Regions from separate parts of the Sus scrofa genome. Here regions 2 and 3 are each linked to region 1. Evidence: chromatin contacts called from public HiChIP or PLAC-seq data. All regions are on one chromosome and are shown on one strand. Each heading gives the region's core, a stretch centred on a gene start, on an enhancer-like site or on the middle of the called end of the contact. The rest is flanking DNA. Distances are from core to core; before and after follow the strand shown. Region 1 overlaps PLCB1 (1-phosphatidylinositol 4,5-bisphosphate phosphodiesterase beta-1). Region 2 overlaps PLCB4 (1-phosphatidylinositol 4,5-bisphosphate phosphodiesterase beta-4). Region 3 holds the start of PLCB4 (1-phosphatidylinositol 4,5-bisphosphate phosphodiesterase beta-4).

Region 1 (3,670 bases), core at 381-2,880:
CATCATAGGTCTCAATCTCTTCTTAAAATGTTCCTGTTCTTTTCCATTTGAAGAGTATTCTTTCTTCAGATAATTTTTTTTTTTTTTTTGTCTTTTTAGGGCTGTACCCATGGCACATGGAAGTTCCCAGGCTAGGGGTCAGATTGGAGCTGTAGCTGCCGGCCTATTCCACAGACACAGCAATGTCTACACTGCAGCTCATGGCAATGCCGGATCCTTAACCCACCGAATGAGGCCAGGGATTGAAACCACATCCTCATTTATACTAGCCAGGTTTGTTACTGCTGAGCCACAGTGGGAACTCCCTTTATTTATTTATTTATCAATCAGACAATCCCCTCATTCTGGGGGGGGTGTGTGTGTTAGGCTGTGGGAGGTGGGTAGGGAGGACCTACTCCCCACCCCCTTTTTCTGAAATGTCTAATCTTCCTCTCTTCTAATCTTTCTCTCTTCTCAAGAATATCAACAGGGAAAGATTTTCAGATCGATTCTACATTTTGGTCACATCCCCTTATTAATCAGTTGTTTTCGCGACTTCCAAAACGGAGAGAAATTCTAAATTTCACGGTGCACACACATCATTTAAAATTTCCCCTTCTCTGTTATGTTATTTAAACTTTTCCTACATATCAATTAGTTTGAAATAATAAGTCTTTAGGCTATCCATTAATTGCTGCACTGTAGACATGATCTGTAGTTAAAATTACGCCAGGAAAATTAAGCTGCAGCGCAAAGGAGTCTTGGCTAACAGAGAAGGCTTCTTAGCTCTTCGGAGAAGCAGGAGGAAAGAATGGGGACAGAGAATACACAGGGGGCTCCTTTCCGAGTTTGTCATCTGTCAGCGTGAGATGTGAAAACAGACTGCTCCAGCTGTAGGCTTTTCTTCCTTGCTTTTCAGTTTTCATTTTGAATTCTTACTGTATTTGGTCATGCGAAGGCAGAAGAAAACAGTTGTCAGCCAAATGTCCTTTTCTAGTAGAAATTTATTATAAATAGTCTAAAGGCAACTCGGCTTCATAATGAATTTCCCGACCTCTCCTAACCCTGCCAAAGACAACACATCTCGATTGGTGATCTTGGGGAACTTTGTAGGAGGTAGAGGGGATGAAGGGAGGACAGGTGGGGTAGCTGGCAGCCTTACCCACCAGTGCCTTGATTTTAGTAAACACTCTGGTTTTATTTCTGGAAGAAATATGACTTGTAAGGAAGAGGAGGTGCCAGGACTCCCTGTTGGTTGCTGAGCACCCCTGAGGCTTTGGGGGTTACATAAACCTCCCTCTCTCCCTAACCAAGGCTCTAGGTTGCGCTGAAAAATGCCCTCTAAGATCTGACTCAGTCCCACCCTGCGGAGTGGTAGTTTCAATAACTGAGGACCATGGAATCGATTTTTAAAAATGGGAAGGGGAAAGGAAAGACAGAAAGAAAGTTAGATAGTGGCTCATGGGTGATTTTTTTTTCATACCCTCCCTACCCAGGAAAGTTTAAGCTTATGAGTGTTTATTTTGTTTTGCAGTACTCACCCCTTTTCTCTCTGGCTTCTTGTTTCTGCCTCCCCGTGATTCATCATTTTGACTACAGTTCTGGCAAAGGCAAGTGCTGCGAAGTCACCCTTGCCCTCTAGTGGTGAAATGGTACCTTACCCTGCAGGTTTCCCCCATTCTCTGAAAGTAGAGCGTTCCTAGGGAACCTTTGTAAGCAGACATGGCCTAAAGTGAAGAAGCCGTTTCCTAAGGACACATCTTGCTAATGGATGCACAAAATAAACTGAGATAAAGCACAGATGCTCACAGACAACAGCTGAAAGCTCTGGGAGCCTGATGCTGTGATGCTGAGAGTTATTCCCAAGGAAGGATTTTGGCGGTGTCCTTCTCCCAGCCTGGGGTCCGCCGCCAAACAGATGCTGAACACTGTTCTCATGTTTTTTTCCAAAGTGGAAATCCTCTTAGGATTTTGTTCGGTTTGCAAAACAGTCACTAGTGTAGGTCTTTCAAAAAGTGCAGTGGCGTAGAGTGAACTTTAAGAAGCAAGAGATCCTGTACTAGAAACACTTTATGACAAGTAAATGTTTAGAGCTTGGAAGAGCATTTTCTCTGTAGAATAACGCTTTGGCTGGAGCCCACACCATCTTATAAAAGGTCTCCGCACAGGAAATTGTCGCAGAGGCAAAAAATATCCCATTTTGGGTGTCGTTGTTCAAGAGATTCACACAGAAGAGGGATTGTTTTCTTTCCTTTGCCTGGATTGAATTTATAATTTTGAGGCAATTATCTTTAGGTCTTCACATTTTTCACTGTAGTACAAGTGTTTGTAGCAGCGTTTCTTACAATAGTCAAAAACTGGAAACAACCCAAGTTTCTATCAACAGTGAAATGGGAAAATAAAATTGTGATGTATTAAAATACTGTATAACAATGAGAAAAACCCAACCATGACTACATACAACAAATAAGTAATGCCAGATGCAGAAGACTACAGATTGTATGATCCTCTTAATAGAGAGTGCCCAAACTTCTAGAAAAAAAATCTCTATATTGACTGCAGTCAGCACTGTGTTTATTTTACGATGGAGGTGGTATTGATTGGACTAGTGCAAGGAGGCTGGTAATATTCTGCATCTTGATTTAAGTGATAATTTCATTATCTTTTTAAAAAATGATCAAGCTGTTCATTTATGACTTGGGCATTTCATTTTTTTTTTCTCCCAGGCTCTTACCTATGGACTAATAATTTATTTTATGTCTTGTATGCCCTTTGTTTCTTTGAAATGCCCTTTTTCTGCCCCCCCCGGGTAAGATAATTTCAGAAACTTTCCTATGTATCTGTATTTTTGTGGCATTTTTAAAGTCCTGTGGTTGGTAAAGGCTGTTATCAGGGATAACCAGCTCATCTTGCCTCTCTGGTCCTCAAATTCCCCTCATTGCTCTATGGACTGTTGCACAGTGGCCACTCCCTGGGGGTCCTGGTAAAGTCAGAACTCACTTCCAGGACCCTGGGGGCTGTCCAGGGGCTGCTTGGATGTAATTATGCTGGCGTATTAAGCTTCCTCTGCCTGTGATATCTGGCACTAGGGAGGTAGAAATGTCGGGCGAAGAGTATAAGAAAACAAGAAACATGACACAGAGGGGAAAGAGTGGGGGGAATCAGAAAGAAAACAATGATTTGGAGGTTTCTGGTGACTTCTGGCACTTTCCCATTTTCCTTCGTACACTTAACCCATCCATCCCAGAAAAAAGAAGTGCCTGTTTATTTGCAGTTTGCTCTTTGCCTGGGTCTGACTCTCTGGAGAGCAAGGGAAAGGTGAGGAGGGGGATTTCCTGGACTCCCAGGCTCACACCGAGAAGGCTAGGCTATAGCCTGCTAGGGTCCTGCATGGGTGAGGATCTCCTCTGCTCCTTGGGACATGGCCCTGATGTCAGTACCACAGAAAGAGGAATCCAGTAATTGAACAAAGTGGGCAGAGGAGCTGTTCTCACTTCTAGAGGGAGATCCCAAGGCTGGCATTCGACCCTTGCTTGGTTAGAGGGAGTTGGGTTTCCCTGGTTCTGTCCTGAAGGATGGTTTTGTTGTTGATGGAAAAGAACAGTCTGTAGTGGGGCAGTTTTCTCAAGTTCTTCAATTAGGGGTTAGAAAAATAATCACCTTCTCTTTTGGAAGACCTAATGAGAAGGCA
Region 2 (3,670 bases), core at 527-3,026, 230 kb before region 1:
GATCTCCAACCCAATTTCACAGGGAGTCAGCCAAAATATGGGTACTCTGCAGATTAAAAGCACTAACTTGGCCAGATTTGGAAGAGGCTGGAAAGGGTCAGATGAGGCCAGATCCAGTGTCCAGAGCAAGCAGGTAAAGTCACAGGCCACATAAAGTCATCCTCAGGGCGTTGGAATTTGACTCACGGACTTTGCCAGACACCACTACTGGAAATCTGACTCTACACATAAAGTAAAAAGCAAGATTTGTTATCATGGTTTGGGGGAAGACTACATGCCAACTGTGCCAAGTCTGCTTCAAAGATGAACCAGGGTAAGGACAAACTCTGCCTCCCTCTGACCAGAACATGCACAAGTCCTCCCAATGCTGAAACCTAATAGGAAATTGGAGGATTAAAAAAAAAAAGAAAGAAAAAAAAAGTGGTTGATGGTTTTCAATTTTCTTTTTCAAGTTTTCCTGGCCTAAAACAACCAGCTTCCTTTCCAATAAAAAACAACGCCAAATTCTGAAAAGGAAATTTGTCTGACTTAGTGGATAAGCACATAAAAGCTGGAAGAGGGAGTTTTATGGGAAAACCAGAGCAACCCAGCCGTACAAGGCAGGCCTCCACGTTTATGGGTGAAAGGACTGAGGATCAGAGCAGGGAGTGTGTGGATAATAATTATGAAAGACTTGCATGATGGAGGTCAGCTAAACAAATCTTGGTTTTTTACATTCTGAAAATCTCAGTTCCAGCCACTTATTCCAGGAGCTGAGAGACACTTCCATTAGCTTACATGGACACTCACATAGTTTTCATTCAAGCAGCCATAATTTGAGGTCAAGTTTTATTACATTGGGAATAGTATATTTTAAGGTCTTATGCATTTAAGAAATGTTTGCCAAATACAAGCAGTAAAAAGGTGGCAACTAATACTTCCCACATTGTGAAATCTAAGCCAAAGGTCATTAGAAATGACAAAAAAAAAAAAAAAATGAGTTCTGTTGTGGTGCAACAGAAACGAATCTGACTAGTATCCATGAGGATGCAGGTTCAATCCCTGGCCTCGCACAGTGGGTTAAGGATCTGTGTTGCCAGGAGCTGTGGTGTAGGTCAAAAACACAGCTCGGATCCCGAGTTGCTGTGGCTGTGGTGTAGGCCGACAGCTGCAGCTCTGATTCAACCCCTAGCCTCGGAACTTCCATATGCCTCGGGTGTGGCCCTAAAAATAAAGCAAAAAAAAAAAGTGACAAAAATAAAATCCCCAGGTAAGGCAGTTATGGCTATTTGTCTAACCAACATTCACAACCTTGATTTTCTTCTGGGGGACAATACGTCAGGCTAAGATGGTCTGTTCCCCAGATTTGCTTGCACTAAGGGTAGCCATGTGACACAAATTTGACCAAGAAGATGTAAGAAAGAAGGCTCTGAGAAAGTCTGCAATCAAGATAGGAACATATTCCCTTCCTCTTTCCTGGGAATAGCTTCTGGAAGGAGGAGAGCCATCTTATCACCATGGAGACAAAAGTCAGACAACAAAGGATGAAAGTCAAAAAGAGCCTGGTTCTCAGTGGCAGAGCTGAGATGCTGCACCTCCCAAAATGTTTGGATTCCTAAACTCGCACTTCATGTCAGGTGTGACTTCTGTGAGCTTAAACTGCTGTAATTCACAGGCAGAGATATCCACAGGCAAAAATACTCCAACAAATACCAGATATAATTTATCCTCCCCTCTGTGTCCTCAGAAGCTGCTTCTCTTTCCACTGACTGTGATGCTCCACATAACTGTCCAATAACAGGGTTATGTAATCAGCACTGACCTCATCGCCAGTTCCCACTTGTCAAGAGGATTCCTCACACTAAAAGGCCAACAAGCTTAAGAGCAAGCAGCCATCAGAAAAATCATCAGAAACAACAGGCCACGTCATCCTAACAAGCCACATAGGGCCCTCCTCTGGACCACGACACTCTCAGGTTAGGGATACAAAAGGGAATGATGACCAAAAAGAGAGCAGTACTACATCAATGATCAAGAAATGGAGGCTCTAACCCAAGAGAGCCTTCAAAACCTGTTTTGTCTTGGAGTTCCTGTCGTAGCTCATCGGTAACGAATCCGACTAGTACCCATGAGGATTCGGGTTCCATCCCATGCCTCAATCAGCGTGTTAAGGATCCAATGTTGCTGTGAGCTGTGGTACAGGTCACAGACTCGGCTCAGATCCTGCATTGCTGTGGCTGTGGCTGTGGTGTAGGCCTGCAGCTAGAGTTCTGATTCGACCCCTAGCCCTGGAACCTTTGTATGCCACGGGCCAGGCACCTGTATGTCTCAAGAAAGAAGGAAAGGGGATATTTAGAGGTCTGGCTAAATTAAACATCAGAAATGAAACATCTCTGAAAAACACCAAACAAGACCAAGAGAGCACCTCTTAAGGGCTTGAGAGTTTTCCCGGTTCAGAGGTCCCTTTTCTATGCTTCTCCAGGGCCTCAGCAATGCACATCCTGTGGAACTCAAAATTCTACAGTCATTTCTCTCTTAATTGTTGATTTCTCTTGATAGAACACCTAGCATTCAGGAAAGCTAGCATGCAACAAGAACTGACAAATGCTGAATGAAGAAATCGGCAAAACAACACACAGATTCCTTTTCCAAAAGACTTTATGAAAAGCATGCAATCCCAAAAAATAAAATCTGGGATCATGATTTTTCTAGAAATATGAGTTGTTCAATTGACCCAACATGACATATTTAATTCAAATGTCTACAGAAAGAAAGAAAAAGGACTACACTTAGGAAGTAGCTATTTTAGGCAACTGATGTGTTAGGGACTATATATCCAGTATTTCATTAATTTCCCAAGCCCCACCCCCAGTTAGAACCAGGGTCTCCTCCCTACATTTTTTTTCTTTTAGGGCTACACCTGTGGCATATGGAAGTTCCCAGGCTAGGGGTTGAATAGGAACTGCAGCTGCCAGCCTATGCCACAGCCACAGCAACAGGGGATCCAAGCCACATCTACAACCCACACCACAGCTCACAGCAACCCTGGACCCTTAACCCACTGAGCAAGGCCAGGGATCGAACCCATGTCCTCAAGGATACCAGTCAGGTTTATTATCACTGAACTACAACGGGAACTTCAGGTCTCCCCTTTTAGATGAGGACAAGTTTAGAGGGAGCTAGAGAGCTCACCTGAGGTCACATACCCCCTAAAAGGCAGAGGTGATATTCAAACCCAGAAATGTCCAGTCTTGCTTTCCTGCTATATTATGCTGCTTCCTCATCTTGGTCTTTACTAAGATGTTATTTATAAACTGTACACATTAGCTGATATAACATTCACGAGAACCTTTAGTTTATGGCCTCAAAATTGTATATCCAGGGTAAGGGTCTACTGCAACCTCAAGCACAATTACTGTTTGTCCATGTCAGAAACCAGCCATGGTTGGTATGACATAGGCAGTGACCTTCTCTAGCTCACCTGATAGCTGTAAGGAACTACAAAGGTTCTGCACATCTACAGCACATTTGGTTGTTGTTGTTGTTGTTGTTGTTGTTTTTAAGCCTCCAGGTACTTATAGAACCTAGAAATGATGCAAAATAAACCTATGAGAGTATGGCTTCACCTTCTCTCTGAAACCAAGATCCACCTCCAACACTACCCCCACTCATGTATAGTAAACACATGCAC
Region 3 (3,670 bases), core at 439-2,938, 200 kb before region 1:
CAAAATATTAGCTTCTCAGTTCAAGTACATATTTTGGAAAAAAAGAGTCCTGAAAAAACTAAAAGAATAAGTTAAAATTTTATACACACACACAATTATTTTCTTTCCTGAAGATCACAGTTTCTCATATACTTTATTAACCTCCATGTAGCCTGCCCCAGTAAAGTCACCAGTTGCTTTTACTGGTCAGTTTACTTTATGAATCTGATTTCTCTTTAAAGGGGAAATTCAACTCTATTCTAGATGTCATACAGCTGTCTAAGTTTGAATGACATTACTGCCAACTAAACAATTACTAAACAGCTATCTCCAAACATATACAACTTAATTTACAGACACCATGTATCACATTTAAAAAAAAAAAATGGCGATCTTCCATGAACGTTTTGGCCAAAATTAAATTTCAAACATGTGCTTTAGAGCAATACGTAGAATCACTACAAGAGTTAAAAGGGGGAAAAAAAAGTCAAAGGATCATCTCTTAAACACATGCATATTTATAAAACCATAATGTGCATTTGCATTTTTCTCTAGAAAAAAATGCTAATTTTTATGACAGGTTTATGATTCTAGATAAACTTGCACTTCGACACACTTGAAAATTGAAGAACTCCGTGTTTCCATACTTCTAAACAGTACTGCCTACAAAGTCTCCAGTCAGAAGTACATAGACAGGATCTAACCAGCTAAGGAGAAGGCAACTTCAAAATTCTGAAAATAAGACAACCTTTCGTCTTCATCATTTGTTTGCTCTTAGGAGGCCAGAACACGGCCCCCAAAGAGTGCTGGCCTGTCAGTGTTGTTTTAAGTGCAAATGGTCAATCATTTCTATTATTTCCCCCGCCCGAAGAAGTAAGAACATCCGCGCGCATACACATTTACATGCGTTGCACGGTGCCAACTATTTCCAACCAAAATAATCATATACACGTCGAGCCGAGCTATTTCTGGCGAGAAGCGGCGAATGTCTGGACCAAGTCTAAGGAAACCCAGCAGGAGACTGACTACAGGGGGAGGGGGTGGCGGCGGGGCCCCCCGCCTCCCGCGCGCGCCGGCCGCCTGGCACCGGCACCTGCACCGGCTCCGGGGCAGGGCATCTGGGTGCGCGCGCGCGCGTCCGGAACTCACCCGCCGGGAGCAAACAAGCCCAGCGGGCCCGGGAGGGCGGGAGCATCCTCGGGTGGGACCCGGAATGCCTTTTCCTACCTGTCACTTTGCCCGGAGCCGCTGCCGGGGATGCGGACACGGCAGCCGCCTGGAGACCCAGTGGGTGCGCGCGCCAGTGTGCGCGCTTGTGTGTGTGAGAGAGCTCTTGTTTGCGGTGCGGCTCACTTACAGCTCCCGGCGCCACCAACCCCCTCCCCCAGAAAGCGCCGGCCGCCGACCCCCTCCCGGCGCGCGCGGGCCCGCCCCCCGCCCGCCCCCGCGCGCCGCCCCCCGCCTCCCGGCGCGCGGTCCTCACCTCAGCCCCAGGCTGGGGTCTCCGCGGGGTGCGCCTCGGCCGATCCGTGGGGCAGCGCCCGCCTGCTGCGCCCGCCCGCCGGGCTCGGTGTGCCCCAGCTCTGGGCCCCGCCGCGCCTAGCGGCCGGCTGCTCCCTCCTTCCCCAGCTCCTCAGTCTCCCTCTTCGTTCTCGCCTCCCGGCTTCAGAGCCCGAGCTGTCGCCTCGCAGCCCCAACCTGCCCGGGCTACGGAGCATGCCCAGTGCGGCGCGCCCGGCCGGGCTGGGGGTGGGCAGGGGCCGGGCCGGCCGCGAGCCCGCGGGGCGGGGAGGGGGCGCCAGGCGGGCAGGGGCGGCCTCGAGCCGGAGGAGGCGGCCAGGCAGGGTGGAGGCAGCGCTGGGAGACGGTGGGTGGGGCGTCCAGGGAAGCCTCCCCGAGGCGCGCTGCTTGGGGGTCTCCCCGGCCGCACCCCCGCCCCGGGTCCCAGCGCTCCCGCGAGTGCCCCGCGCCTGGGGTCGGGCGACGTGCAGAGTGGCGCCGCGGGCAGCACTTGTAGGGGTGGGAGGTGCACCCTCTTCCGAAGGGAGATGGGCAGCCGGCAATGGGCCCTGGAGCAAGGGTGAGGGGTAAAGAGTGGAGCTGGGTCAAAGCTGGCAAAAGCTGATGCCCCAAAGCCGCTGGCGGGGGTGTGGGGTCGTTTATTTGCTTATATTCTGTTTAAAAAACACATAAAGCGCTTACAATGCTTCAGGCACTGTTCCAGCCGCTTTTTATTCCTGTAACCCTTTAAAACAATCTTCCAAAGCAGGTACTACTCCCCCACCCCATCCCAGGCTTAAACTGAGCCACAGAAAGATTAAGTGGTTCCAAAAAGTCTTCCCCTAAGTGCAATCTCAGAGTCGCAAGCCCCCCAGACTTTGGTCCCTGGGTTGCTAGGGCTCAGCTCCAGCCAGTTTCCGGCTCGTTTCTGCCATGACTCGGCCCGCAGGTGACTCCGAGTCACCCTCGCATTCAGACCCTAACAGCATTCCGCTTAGCATCACCCTTTGTGTGGACCCTAACAACGTGCCGCTCCAGGACTCCCTCCCAGGAGGGCTTCCTCCTCCTCCCTGAGGCCACTCCGCCTCCTCCTCGGGGCCGGCGGCCACCAAAACCCGGAGACATGGCACCTGCGCATTGGGGACTGGGGCCATGCTCGCTGCCGAACTGGGCATGCTCAGCCGCCTGAGCTGGTCCGGCTAGACCGGAGGAAAGAGGGAGCCTGGCGGCAAGTGCGGGTGGGAAGTGGAGAGGGAAGGTGGGCACAAACAATCGCCGGGCCCTTAGTCTAGAGGCAGTTGTAGATGCAAAAGCCTCGTTCCTCTGACACATCCTGGCCTTTTCCAGGCAGGGCTAAGAGGAGGGTGGTTAAAAGTTTACCCACTTGGGCATCCTTCCGCCGGAGGGGGCTGAGGGCCCGCTGACAGTTCCTCAACTGAGCCTTTAGAAAAGCTGGAGGCGGCTGAGCCTGTCTGCATGTTGAGGAAGCCAAGAAAAATCGCCTAGAAGGAGGAGTTTCCCTACAAGATCCCAGGGAAGAGCCGTGGGGCTTGTCACTGCTCAGAGGTCTTCAAGATGTGGTGATCTTGAGTGATGTCAGGATGTTATGGCAGCTTTTCTCAAGCTGTAATGTGCACATAAGTCACCTGGAGATCTTGTTAAAGTGCAGGTTTTGATTAAGCAGGGCTGGGATGGAATCTGAGATTCTGCATTTCCAACAATCTCCCTTTGCCATGCTGATGTTGCTGGCCCTCAGATCAGACTTGGAGGTTGGGTCAGTATTTAGGCTTATTCTCTACTTTAACAAAAGTTTAGAAAGATTAAACAGTTTGCCCCAGCCAACTGCTTGTACAGCCAATAAGTAGTGTAGCTAGTTTCAGACCCAGTTCTGGAGAACTTCCTGTGTTATGTTCCTGTTTTCCCTGTGTATCACCCATAGACGGATGAGCTAGAAGCTGTCATCTCTGTGTCTTGACTTTTTTAACAGTGGAATTTAACTTACTATATAACACTCCCAAGTATAATGTGTCAGTTAGCCCTTACTGTGTAAAAACTACACCAAAAACGGTGGCCTAAAGCAGCAAGGATTCATGGAATCAACAGTTGTTTGCTGTTTTCTGCTGGCTCCATTCATGGAGCTGGAGACATGAAGTTTGGAGCCTCATCCCCATGGCTAGGATGGCAGGGTGTT

Evidence for each region. HiChIP or PLAC-seq counts read pairs in DNA pulled down with a chosen protein or histone mark.
Region 2: a contact with region 1 is called in an H3K27ac HiChIP or PLAC-seq map of skeletal muscle. The contact joins two enhancer-like sites. A contact is called at or near these places in 2 of 2 datasets of contacts at active chromatin or transcription factors (alveolar macrophages and skeletal muscle).
Region 3: a contact with region 1 is called in an H3K27ac HiChIP or PLAC-seq map of skeletal muscle, with 3 times the contacts expected there. The contact joins the promoter of PLCB4 here to the enhancer-like site in region 1. A contact is called at or near these places in 4 of 47 Hi-C or Micro-C datasets (embryonic fibroblasts, heart right ventricle, skeletal muscle and 1 more) and 2 of 2 datasets of contacts at active chromatin or transcription factors (alveolar macrophages and skeletal muscle).

What each region holds. Positions count from the first base shown.
Region 1 is chr17:17,710,726-17,714,395 of Sscrofa11.1, reverse strand. All of the region lies in intron 32 of PLCB1 (1-phosphatidylinositol 4,5-bisphosphate phosphodiesterase beta-1), which reads right to left. Among named protein-coding and RNA genes, the nearest start is that of PLCB4, 200 kb to the left of the region's middle. Within about 2 kb of position 1,630, at least 22 of the 83 cell types and tissues checked have an H3K27ac peak or open chromatin away from gene starts, as enhancers often do. A contact at or near this core is called in alveolar macrophages, skeletal muscle and subcutaneous adipose tissue, where this site is marked.
Region 2 is chr17:17,943,552-17,947,221 of Sscrofa11.1, reverse strand. The region is part of intron 1 of PLCB4 (1-phosphatidylinositol 4,5-bisphosphate phosphodiesterase beta-4); the gene reads right to left. Among named protein-coding and RNA genes, the nearest start is that of PLCB4, 29 kb to the right of the region's middle. Within about 2 kb of position 1,776, at least 14 of the 83 cell types and tissues checked have an H3K27ac peak or open chromatin away from gene starts, as enhancers often do. A contact at or near this core is called in skeletal muscle, where this site is marked.
Region 3 is chr17:17,914,002-17,917,671 of Sscrofa11.1, reverse strand. PLCB4 (1-phosphatidylinositol 4,5-bisphosphate phosphodiesterase beta-4) reads right to left here and starts at 1,688. Exons shown (of 40, transcript XM_021077453.1): 1 at 1,463-1,688.